Regions from separate parts of the Mus musculus genome. Here region 1 is linked to region 2. The links are chromatin contacts, called in public HiChIP or PLAC-seq maps. All regions are on one chromosome and are shown on one strand. The core of a region is the stretch at or near the end of the contact, and the rest is flanking DNA. Distances in the headings are between cores, read along the strand shown. Region 1 has its middle 25 kb from the start of Gm36723. Region 2 overlaps Gm36287 (a long non-coding RNA gene).

Region 1 (5,007 bases), core at 1,997-4,496, 110 kb before region 2:
TGTTGCCGTTCATGACCCATCCATCGTCCTGCACAGAGTCCCTTGCCATGACATAAATGTTTCTGCTATCGGCCCTGAACCACAGTGATTTTCAACCTTTGTGCTTTGTGACCCCTTTGTGGGTTGAACAACGCTTTCACAGGGGTCACCCAGGACCATTGGAAAACACAGATATCTTAATTACATCTGCAACAGTAGCAAAATTACAGTTATGAAGTAGCAACAAAAATAATGTTACAGTTAGAGGTAGCACAACGTGAGGAACTGTATTAAAGGGTCGCAGCATTAGGAAGGTTGAGAACCCCTGCACTAGCCCCACCTTATAACCTTGCAATTACATGAATCAATCAATCCCATGCCTTAACTTGGGCCGTACAAAAGTGTCTCTGTGATCTATAATGGAAAGATCTTCATAAAACCTGTACAGAATTCACTCAGCTCCTGACAGGCCTATTAAGTTATGAGCCAAGGATCTTTTCCTGTGTCCTCCACTGGTTAAAGCTCAGTGCTTCCTGGAGGAATGAACACATGTTGGTTTGAGCTGGTGTGAGTGATAAGCAGGAGGATGGAAGCCTCAGGTCGTGACTGTGCAATAATTCACCCCACATCCACAGGGCAGGACCCACACTTGTTTCAAAGCGCTCCCTCAGAGAATTCTCTGTAACAGTGAGCAATACCATCTCTGGACCTGGTCCTTAGCCTGGAGGCGTCTCCCAGGTAGAACAGGCCCTAGGAAACTAATAGGATCAGATGAAACTCCCAGGAGGAGGACTGAAGCAGATGGCAATTTGCTAATAACCGCGCCAGCTGCCAGTCTTCGGAGAGTTGCCATGAGGCTGACTCCAAGCTGCAGTTAAACATCTCATTTCTGTGCCCTATTATAATCTTGGGAAAGAACCCTCAGCTCATGCGTCGTGTCTGTCAAGGGGGAGGGTGGGCGTGACAGTCATGGTTGTCATATGAGACACTGCCATCAGCTTATACAGCTTACTCATGTCCCCCAGTTGCGTGGCTCCTTCTTTGGCCCTGCATACACAACTCTATCAAATGTAGTGTCTTTCTCCCTAGTGATGATCCTAACGATGGGGCGGAGTCTTCAGCCTATGGTACTAGCCCTACGTGGCATATCTCTGCATCATTCTGCCCTAATGAACATTCAGACCCTGTCTCTGACCTTAAGTGGAAAATATGACCAAGCAGTCATTTTAGATGGGCTTTGCATCTGGGGCAATCATGGTCCAGTCTAAATGCTAAGCCACTGCCAACAATGGGCAGAGTTGAAGGTGTTCAGCTCACCCGCCAAAGACCAAACCTAGGGAGATCTACAAGCCTCAGTATTCCCTAGTCCTTGCTGGGGACCAGATCTAACCAAACTAGCGGCTGCAGAGGCAGTGCACATCTGCCACCCCAGAGAAGGACCCTGTAGCTGAAAGTATTTCTCTCAATACCATCTATGCAGAGTGAAACTTTATCAGCTTGACCAGAAGTAGCTTAATTGCTACTACATGCTCAAAAGAAAATAACATTGTAAAACTGTGTAAGGAGAAGGCAAACAAAGGAGATGGCTTAGCATGGAAGTGGGGACCCTCCGAGCAAGCTGGCTAGCCAGACTAGGCAAGTCTGAGAGATTTGGATTTAGATCCGACACTGCCTCAATACATAAGGTGGAAAGCATGGAGGAAAATAGCCAATATCATCAACCTTTGGCACATTGTGTGGGCACACACAGATTCACATGTGCCCACACACATGTGAAACACACACACACACACACACACACACACACACACACACACACACACCTGGGCAAAAATCTAGGGAGAAAGAGCATTACCAATGTAGCTAACTAGCAAGAGTTGCTGTTTCCATCACGATCATACCATTTCTCAGGCAGCTATAATTGGATCTGGACTCTTTCACCAGAGGCCATGTTTTAACATCTTTATTTTCAGTGGATGACACTCTGAGGGAAGTTTAAAACCTTCAGAAGTTTTCCTCTACGAAGAAATTAGGTCATCATAGGTGTGTCCTGGATGAGGATATTGAGTCTCTAGTCTGCTTCCTGTCCACCATGAAATAGCCAGCATATTGCACCATGTGCCCCTGCTTCAGCACAGTTATGTACAGTCCTCCACACCAAAACAGACCTTCCTTCTGATAACTTAACACAAGAATCTTTTTCACAGTGATAAAGGCAGAACCAGCACACTAACTCTTAAAATGTATAATTTATTGAGATTTTCCTATTCTCAACAGATTTCAACTTCCATATTTAACTACATATTATTAATTTTATACTTTTAAAGAAAATTATACAATCTTTAAACCCCCAAAGCACCCCAGAGATCTACCCTTAACTTTGAGAAATTCTGATATCAAAAACAAATCCCCATCATAGAAGAGAATTCCTCTTGAGTGACAGAGGACAAATCCTCATTTTTCATGAATGGAAAGTTACTTTGGAATTAAAACAAATACTAAAATAGTATTAAAACAAATTAATAAATTAAAACAAGTCTAAAATAGAGTTTAGTCTACTAAGGCTTACAAAGGTATGGAATACTGGCCTGTGGAATATACTGGAATCTACTTCTGTGGTTATTAGCAGGTAAAAGCTAAATCTCTGTAGATGAAATCTCTGTAGATGATTGGGTATAGGAGGGAAGGTAGATGACTCTAAGGGATGAATCCTGAGGACAGTGACCCTCGTCCAGTCCGGACCCACACCTTGACTGCTGATGGTGGCTCTGGCTCCATAGCTGGGACTGTTAGTTTTACTTGTTGACTTGACACAATGTAGAGTCTCAGTGAGAGAGTGACTAGATCAGGTTAGCCCATGGGCATGTTATGGAGTATTGTCTCGATTGCCTTAATTGATAAGAAAGTGGGTAGCCCCTCCCCAAGTCCAGGCCTTGGACTATAGAAGAGTAGAGAAAGCCAACAGTGTACTAAGCAGGCCTTTCCTCTCTGCTCTTGACTCTGGATCTGACAGAAGCTTCAAGTTCCTCACCTTGTGACTTCCCCACATCGATGGACTAGCAGACTGTAAGCTAAAATGAACCCTTTCTCCCATAGGTTGCTTTCTGTAAAGATATCTTATCACAGAAACAGAAATGAAACTCGGACAATGGACTCCCACCAAAAGTCCTTGGAGAGGGAAATCTCTAAGCAGCTCCCTGCCCAGCTCCACCAAGCTCCTCCCAGTTCCACCCAGCTCCAGTGTCATGCTCTGGTTTCTGCCAACAATCACTGATATGTCCGTCTGCTGCCCAGTCTCACATCCCCATTTCTGTCAACATCCTCTCAGCCTTCAAGTCTAGCACCACCAGGCCTCCACCGATAAACTGGACCACTTCCCACTCTGAATGTCAGAGGCTAATCTGTGGCTTGTTGGTCCCTCTCTCACTTGCTTGAGAGACCTCCTTCCTCCTACTCCACCAGGTTCATCTTGACTTTCATCTGAGGCCAAACCTAGCTGCCACCACCTCCTCCTCCTCCTCCTCTTCCTCCTCATCTCCCTCTTCCTCCTCTTTCTCCTCCTTCTCAATTCCTCATCTGGGTTCTTCTTGGACCACCACCAGTCCTACACAGAATCAAGGCCTCACTTATTTACTTCCTCTCCTGCTTCAGACATATTCCCCAAAATACGGATGCCAAAGACAGCTGGAAGTCAGTCTGGCTAGTACTGAGTTTGCTGGTGAGACATCTCAGAGGAAGGTTAGCATATGTCAGGTTAGATTGTTTGTAAGAGTCCTGCACATATCCACGTGTGCCTTGGGAAGAGGTTTGATTGCATTCCCCAGACATTAGAGCTATGTCACAAACTCTGTGGGAGGAACTCCCAGAAATCCACCTGCTGCAAAATCTCACAGCACACAGATGAACAGAGCCATTAGCTCAAGCAACAAGCAGATGCCCAGAGTGTGGTTCAAAAGATGCCAGGAAGCCACTGTGCAACCTCTCCTCTCCGGGATGGTACAGAGATTTAAAAAAGAAAGGAAAAAACCTTCATCACTAAATAAATAACAGGGTCAAGGTAGACCCAGAGTCTCCACCTCTGGTTTCCTCTGATCCTGCATGGCCCACACCCAAATGCAGGTAAAAGGTGACCCATGCCACATGTCATGGAGGAGAGAGCTGGGACTCTGGTGCTTGGCTTTCCTTATTTCCTCCTTTCCCCATTTCCTGCCCCACTCTCCCCAGGAATCATTCCACACAGCAGCCTTTACCCACTCTGTGCTAGGCTTTGGGGAAGGGAGCTGTAGAGGGAGGGAGACTGCTTGTCAAAGCCCAGAGGAAGGGGACATCAGAGCCACTGGCTATGCCCAGCACCCAGAGGCTGGAGTGGCTCAGGCTGTGGGAATTAAAAGACAGAAAATAGATGATTTGTAAGCCTTTCTGTATGCAGGGCAGGACTGACATTTCTGCTTCACACCTATGCTTTTCCCTCCAGCAATTCCTACAAGACCCAGCCAAACACTTTATTACAATCTTCAAACATTCACTGGGTGAACTTTCAGCCCACCACAATGATTGCTGAATCACAAGGTTATGGAATCCTTTTAACAATTGAATAAATACCCATTTAAAATGAGATCATGAAAAATCACCCAGTGTTTGCAATCAGCTCTGCCATCATTTTGGAGGATATGAAATGAGTATTTACAAAACCCTCTCAGAAAATATACTATTGAATAAATGTGAGCACTCCTTGGAGATTTACAAATCAATAGTGTGTGCCCTCTCTTCCCCTCCCCCTACTAAAGAAATTTAATAATTATGTCGCTGCTAAAGGCAAACTCTTCAGTGTGCCGTCTGGCCACTGAAATTCAATCAAGACGCACTCAGAGTCACCTGCTCCCCTTTGGAAGGTCTATTGCATTTCCCCCTCCATAATGAGCAGAAGTGTAAATGCAAGAGAGAAAAAAAATGTCGAGGAGGCAGTTATGAGAAGTTCCTCATCTGGGTTCCTCAGGTAAGCAGATTAAAGGGACCATCTCTCTTCCA
Region 2 (5,387 bases), core at 1,098-3,597:
CCACCCTTAGAACAGGTATTATGATGCAGTGGAGGGGGAAAAAAAAACACATGGTGACTCCGTTCCTAGCAAAATGTCATTTGTCCCCTTCACCCTGACATCAGCAAAGCCCACGAGGATAAAGACAGGCAGACAGAGACAGAAACGCCCCCCCCACCCCCCCACCCCCCACCACCCCCCACCCCCGTCACACTGGTTTCCTTTCCACACAGGCTGCAGCTCGGGTGGGTTTGGGGGTGCTGAGCTGCCTGCTGTAAAATCAAGGGCAAGCTGGAGAGCTGCATCTTCTCTTTGAAACAAGCCCTTGTTCTGACAGTATCTCATCCCCTGCTTCATGCTACAGACAGGACCATGCAAGGGAAGCTGGACTTGTGATACATCTGTGAGCAGGGTGCTTAGGCCCATCCAGGTTCGAGGAAGACTATTGCCACGGCCACCGCTCTTTCCCCCTTTCCCTTTCCCCCTCTCTCCCCTCCCCTCCCCCCACCCCCACCCCCCCACTCCGCCTCCCTTGCCCTATGTCTCCCTCCTCCCCTCCCCCCTACTCTCTTCTTCCTTCCCTTCCTCCAGGGCACCCGCAGGCCCCCAGGAGACCGGAGCATCCAGCAAAGCCGATCTCTGTGAAATGTTATCAGAGGAAACACTTGAGAACAAGTAGCTACACCTGCTGTCACCGGCTTCCTGGGCCCCCAACCTCCATGCAGGTGTCTCCCTGGGAAGAAAGGACTCATTCAGGCCTGTGGTTGGTAGCTTTTCAGCCAAGTTCCTCGGATATGGCAGAAAGGAAGGACATCGGGAGGTGGGAGCAGAGCCCTCCCAGGTGCCTCAGGCTCCGAGCAGGCCACCTAACGTCCCTTATGGTGGCCCTCGGAAAGCAGGATGCTCTGCAGCTCACGTGATCACGTGTGCCCTGGGTCACTAAGACTAGAACACTCCCAGGGCTTCATGGAGGCAGTGTGAGCCACAAACATAGTGTATGGCTCTGCAGAGAGAGAGAGAGAGAGCTGGTGAGCCCACTAAACCCCGTGAGTTCGCTTACCCCAGGGATATTCCACTGCTGTGGCATCCTCCCCCTCACCACCCCGACCTACACACAGCATTCCAGAAGACCCTGAGCCAGCAGGCTTCTTCATGTCTCTCTCCCTGGGACATCAGCCGAGCACCTGTCCGCCCACACGCAGGCGCCGCACCTGGCCACCTGGCCTGCAGAAAGCCTCTGGGGCCTTTTCCCACGGATTCTGACCAACTTCTGCCCCCACATCTCTCTGCCTCGTCACGCTTGGGCATCAACCTTTAATGGTCATTCTCCCCCAACCCCCCAAAAGACTTGACGTTCTCTCAGGCCCACAGCCTGGTTATTCATGCTTGTTAACATCGGCTAATTCTCGATAAATGCTCACCTGAGCAAGCCCCCTTAGATGCAGGTTCATCTCACTGCTACAGTAGGAGCCGAGGCTAGGAGGGAAAACTGTCTTCATGATGTCCAGAGCGTGTGAAACAGCAGGCCTGGCATTTCAAGTTCAGTTGAGTTCTGATCCACACATACACACACAATCTTCTTCGAGGTAGTAGACACCCCTTTGGGAACAATCAGGACAATGGTTGTTCAAGTATGCCATGGACCACGAAGCTCACAAATGGGGATTCGAAACTGCCTACAGTGAAAAGGACACACTGGGTGCTGGGATGTGTTTACCTCCTGTGTCCTTTCATCTGCATGGGACTCATGTCGGGCACGGGAGGGACCGGGAGGCAGGATGGTAAGCACAAATGAGGCTGCCGTCAAAGACTTGGAGGAAGCCGGGTGTTCAGAGCCCACCAAAGAGCACATGTGTTTGTTGACTTTTTAGCATGCCAGTGTCTGCTCCCAGTACAAGTAGCTAAAGTGTCACCATCCTGCCTTCCAACAGACTTCTCCAGACAGGACTGGCCTCGGAGGAAATAAGAGGTCATAAGGGAACACAAGAACCAGGAGTGGGGGATGGGCCTAGTTGCCAGTTGTGTGACCCTAGACAAGACTCTGAAGTCCCTGGGGCTGGGTGGCAAGGCCTTAGTGACCCCCTGCTAAGATATACATGAAGCCATTTGAGCATGGTCAGTCCATAGGATCCTCCTACCTGGGGGGGGGGGGGGTCAGGGGGGGCAGTGACCCTGTCTCCACAGTACAGCCAGCCCCTTGCCACATCAATGGCATCCTGGAGCCTGCGGCTTTGTACTGCTAATGCCCAGTGTGAGCAGACCTGCCTGCCACACAAGGCCCCATGAAGAGCTTCAATCAGCATGGGAGAGTATTCACAGCACAGAAAAGGGAAATGCTGACAAGCATAGCTTTTTGTTTCAGGGCCAGAAGTGGTATCTGGAGTTAACCATTCACCACATTCCGCTGCAGCCATGGGTAACCATGCAGAACCATCCCATCCTCCACCCGCTCTGCCCCACCCTTGCCTTCCTCTTAGTACCAGGAAGTCCTGCAAGGGACGTGGAGAGCCCCAGGTAGATATGTCCTAGTGATGACTGCAGGGCCAGAACACTGCATCCTGTTTGTATCTGGGGTCTCTAAGCAGCACACCTTACCTTATCACACATCTATTGTTTCCCTGCCCTCCCTTTAGTGTGTGTGTGTGTGTGTGTGTGTGTGTGTGTGTGTGTATGTGCATGTGAGTGTGTGTGTATGTGTGTCTGTGTCTCTGTATTTATGTGTGTGTCTCTGTGTGTGGTGTGTATGTGTGTATCTGTGTGGTGGTATGCATATGTATGTGTATATATATATGTGTCTATATGTGTATATGTGATGTGTGTATGTATGTGTGTGGTATGTGTATGCCTGTGTGTGTGCTGTGTATGTATATGTGTGCTGTGTATGTGTGTGTATCTGTGTGGTATGTGTGTGTATGTGTATGTATGTGTGTCTGTGTAAGTATGTATGTGTCTGTATGTTTGTCTGTGTATAGGTACCTCTATGTGTAAGTGTGTGTATGTATGTGTGTATGTGTGTATACCTGTATGTGTGTGTCTGTATGTGTGTGTATCTCTCTCTCTCTCTCTCTCTCTCTCTCTCTCTGTCTGTGTGTGTGTGTTTGTAGACTAGAAGTTGATATCAGATGTCTTCTCTACTGCTCTCCACATTATTTTTGAGACAGTCTTGTCACCAACTCTGTTGCTCACAACTGCCTAGCGTGATGATTGCCAGCATGCCCCAGTGATCCTCTTAGCTCTCTGCCTCTGTGGTGCTGGGATTACAGAAGGCCATACTCCCGGCTTTTCATGGGATCCTGGGGATCAGAACTTCGATCCTCTTGCTTCCTTGACAGGCACTTTACTGACTGAGCCATCTTTCCAGCCCCTGTTAATTAATGCTAACCAAGAACCCAGTGCAAAGGAGATGCTCCGTAAATGCTCACTGAGCAAACACCCTTAGCTGCTTTCCATCCCCACTGCAACAGACAGACAGACCACCAAGGCTGGGAAGAAGCCACCGAGCTTATAAGGCAGGTAACCACTGGAGCTCAGATGGTATTGCAGTGTGAAGTTCCAGGCTCATTGTGAGTGCTTGCCCTCTCTACATTCTCCTAAAAGACAGTGGTCATTGCCGGGGGAAATCGAGGCAAATGGGCTGGGCTTTGGTGTCCCATCCTAATAGAAGCATCTATGTTGGAGCTCTGGGTCGGGTACACTGGACACAGCTGTTTGTGCAGCACCCCACCCCCCTTCACTTGTGGTCACCAAACTCCCCCCACATCTCCCCTCCTCCTTGCTCCTTTGATCCTTATGAACTCTCAGAGAAAGTGCCCAGTGAAGGGCTCTTGAGGCCTCGCAAATCCAGGAACAAAGAGCTACTCCTCCGGAGAAGTACTTCTGAGACCTTAGACCATAAGTTGCTGTAGCCGGAGAGCCCCACTCTGGCTTATCACACACACTTCCTTATCCCACAATTGGGCAACCGGAACTTTTCAAAGCCACTTATCTGAGGGATATAGAACTGGGGCTAAAAGCTTCCAGTGTCAAATCAGAAACTGAAAAACATGGTCCCTTTCCATCATGGGCCTACCTAAAGGAGAATGTGTTCCTGAGTCAAACTTCTCTTGAAGAACTTCTCTTGGGCAAGCCTACTTTAGCCAGCAGCCTTCTGCTGTCCCATGTGCTGGGTTCCCTGGAATAGCCCACTTGTATTCTTCCTTAAGAGAGTTGGAAGGTATTCCCCAAGCTTCCTTTCAGTAAAGGTTTTGGATGATAATTAGCTTTCACAAAATCACTGTCTATATAAGGCAGTGGTCAAGTGGATGCTTTCTCTGTCTAGAATGCCTAACGGTGGCTGCCACTGTGTGACGGTACTCATCCTCCAGGTCTGAATGGTAGTGCAGATAGCATCAGTTCTCTAGAGACAAGGATTCAATGCCAACCCCTTCTCCACACCTGCCCTAGGCTGGAGGGCTTAGAATCAGTTCTCCCAAGGATGAGACTTAGACCCTTCCAGGTAGAGCAGTTCCCAAGGCCCAGCCTGTATCCTTCTCCTTCAGCCCCTCCATTGATTTTATAAATAAATCCCCTGCAGTAGAGACTTTGCTGACTAACATACCTAGAATGGTTTCTTTTTTCTTCCACAATGAGCTCTGCCTGCTACATCAACTCTAAGGTCATCAGATCCAGACAACTTGCTACATGAGAAACCTATGCATCTCTTTATTCAAACTCTTTCCTAGACTCTACAACTAGGTCTTACTCATAGCAGGGGGTGCTGATTCTCCTCTTCACTGGCTTCTCATCAGGGAATACCAAGGGCTAGGCTGTACCGGGGTGCCTCTTACATACAATAGACTCATCAAATTCACGGTACAGTTTGATCCTCTGTTGAGGAAGTTCTTAGGGGTCTACAAGCTAAAGTGTAGCCCAGCTTTGGTTGTCAAAAAACTGGGGTGACACTCTCCCTCTACAAAATCATGTGACATAACTTCAATGACAGAACAAGGCCAGAGACTTCTGCCCCTGATTCATAGAATAAGTCCTCAAGTCTAGCCAAGACATTTCCCTCCTCGGGGTCACTGCAGGTCACTCGCTGAGTCAGGAAAGAGGCAGAAACAGTGCTGACCAGGACAAGTAAAGAACCAGAACCTCTTTGAACGCTATCCAGATTTGCAGGGGTCCACAGGCCTCTCCCCACTGCCTACCGTGCATAGTGAGATCACCCTTGGAGCGGGGAGGGGGACGGCAATTACATGTCTCTCTGCTCTTCTGACTTCGTCCCTGTCATCTGACTCAGGGGCTAATTTCAGATCATCTTCCCATTTCAGCCTCATGTTGTGTCGTCAGAGACACATGCCTGGTCAGCTGGCAGAATTAGAAGCCTATGTCAGTATGTCAGCCTCAATCGCAGAACACATGGGGGTTTC

What was found. HiChIP or PLAC-seq counts read pairs in DNA pulled down with a chosen protein or histone mark.
Region 1: a contact with region 2 is called in an H3K27ac HiChIP or PLAC-seq map of microglia, with 4 times the contacts expected there. The contact joins two enhancer-like sites. A contact is called at or near these places in 1 of 15 datasets of contacts at CTCF or cohesin (the NIH/3T3 cell line), 4 of 484 Hi-C or Micro-C datasets (the G1E-ER4 cell line, bone marrow-derived macrophages, megakaryocyte progenitors and 1 more), 3 of 115 datasets of contacts at active chromatin or transcription factors (effector CD8 T cells, microglia and neural progenitor cells) and 1 of 9 other capture datasets (embryonic stem cells).

Annotation. Positions count from the first base shown.
Region 1 is chr12:25,328,465-25,333,471 of GRCm38.p6, reverse strand. No RefSeq gene overlaps it. Among named protein-coding and RNA genes, the nearest start is that of Gm36723, 25 kb to the left of the region's middle. Within about 2 kb of position 3,246, at least 42 of the 459 cell types and tissues checked have an H3K27ac peak or open chromatin away from gene starts, as enhancers often do. A contact at or near this core is called in bone marrow-derived macrophages and microglia, where this site is marked.
Region 2 is chr12:25,213,936-25,219,322 of GRCm38.p6, reverse strand. Gm36287 (a long non-coding RNA gene) reads right to left here. Exons shown (of 9, transcript XR_003950180.1): 7 at 1,401-1,578. Among named protein-coding and RNA genes, the nearest start is that of Gm36441, 7.0 kb to the right of the region's middle. Within about 2 kb of position 2,347, at least 93 of the 459 cell types and tissues checked have an H3K27ac peak or open chromatin away from gene starts, as enhancers often do. A contact at or near this core is called in bone marrow-derived macrophages and microglia, where this site is marked.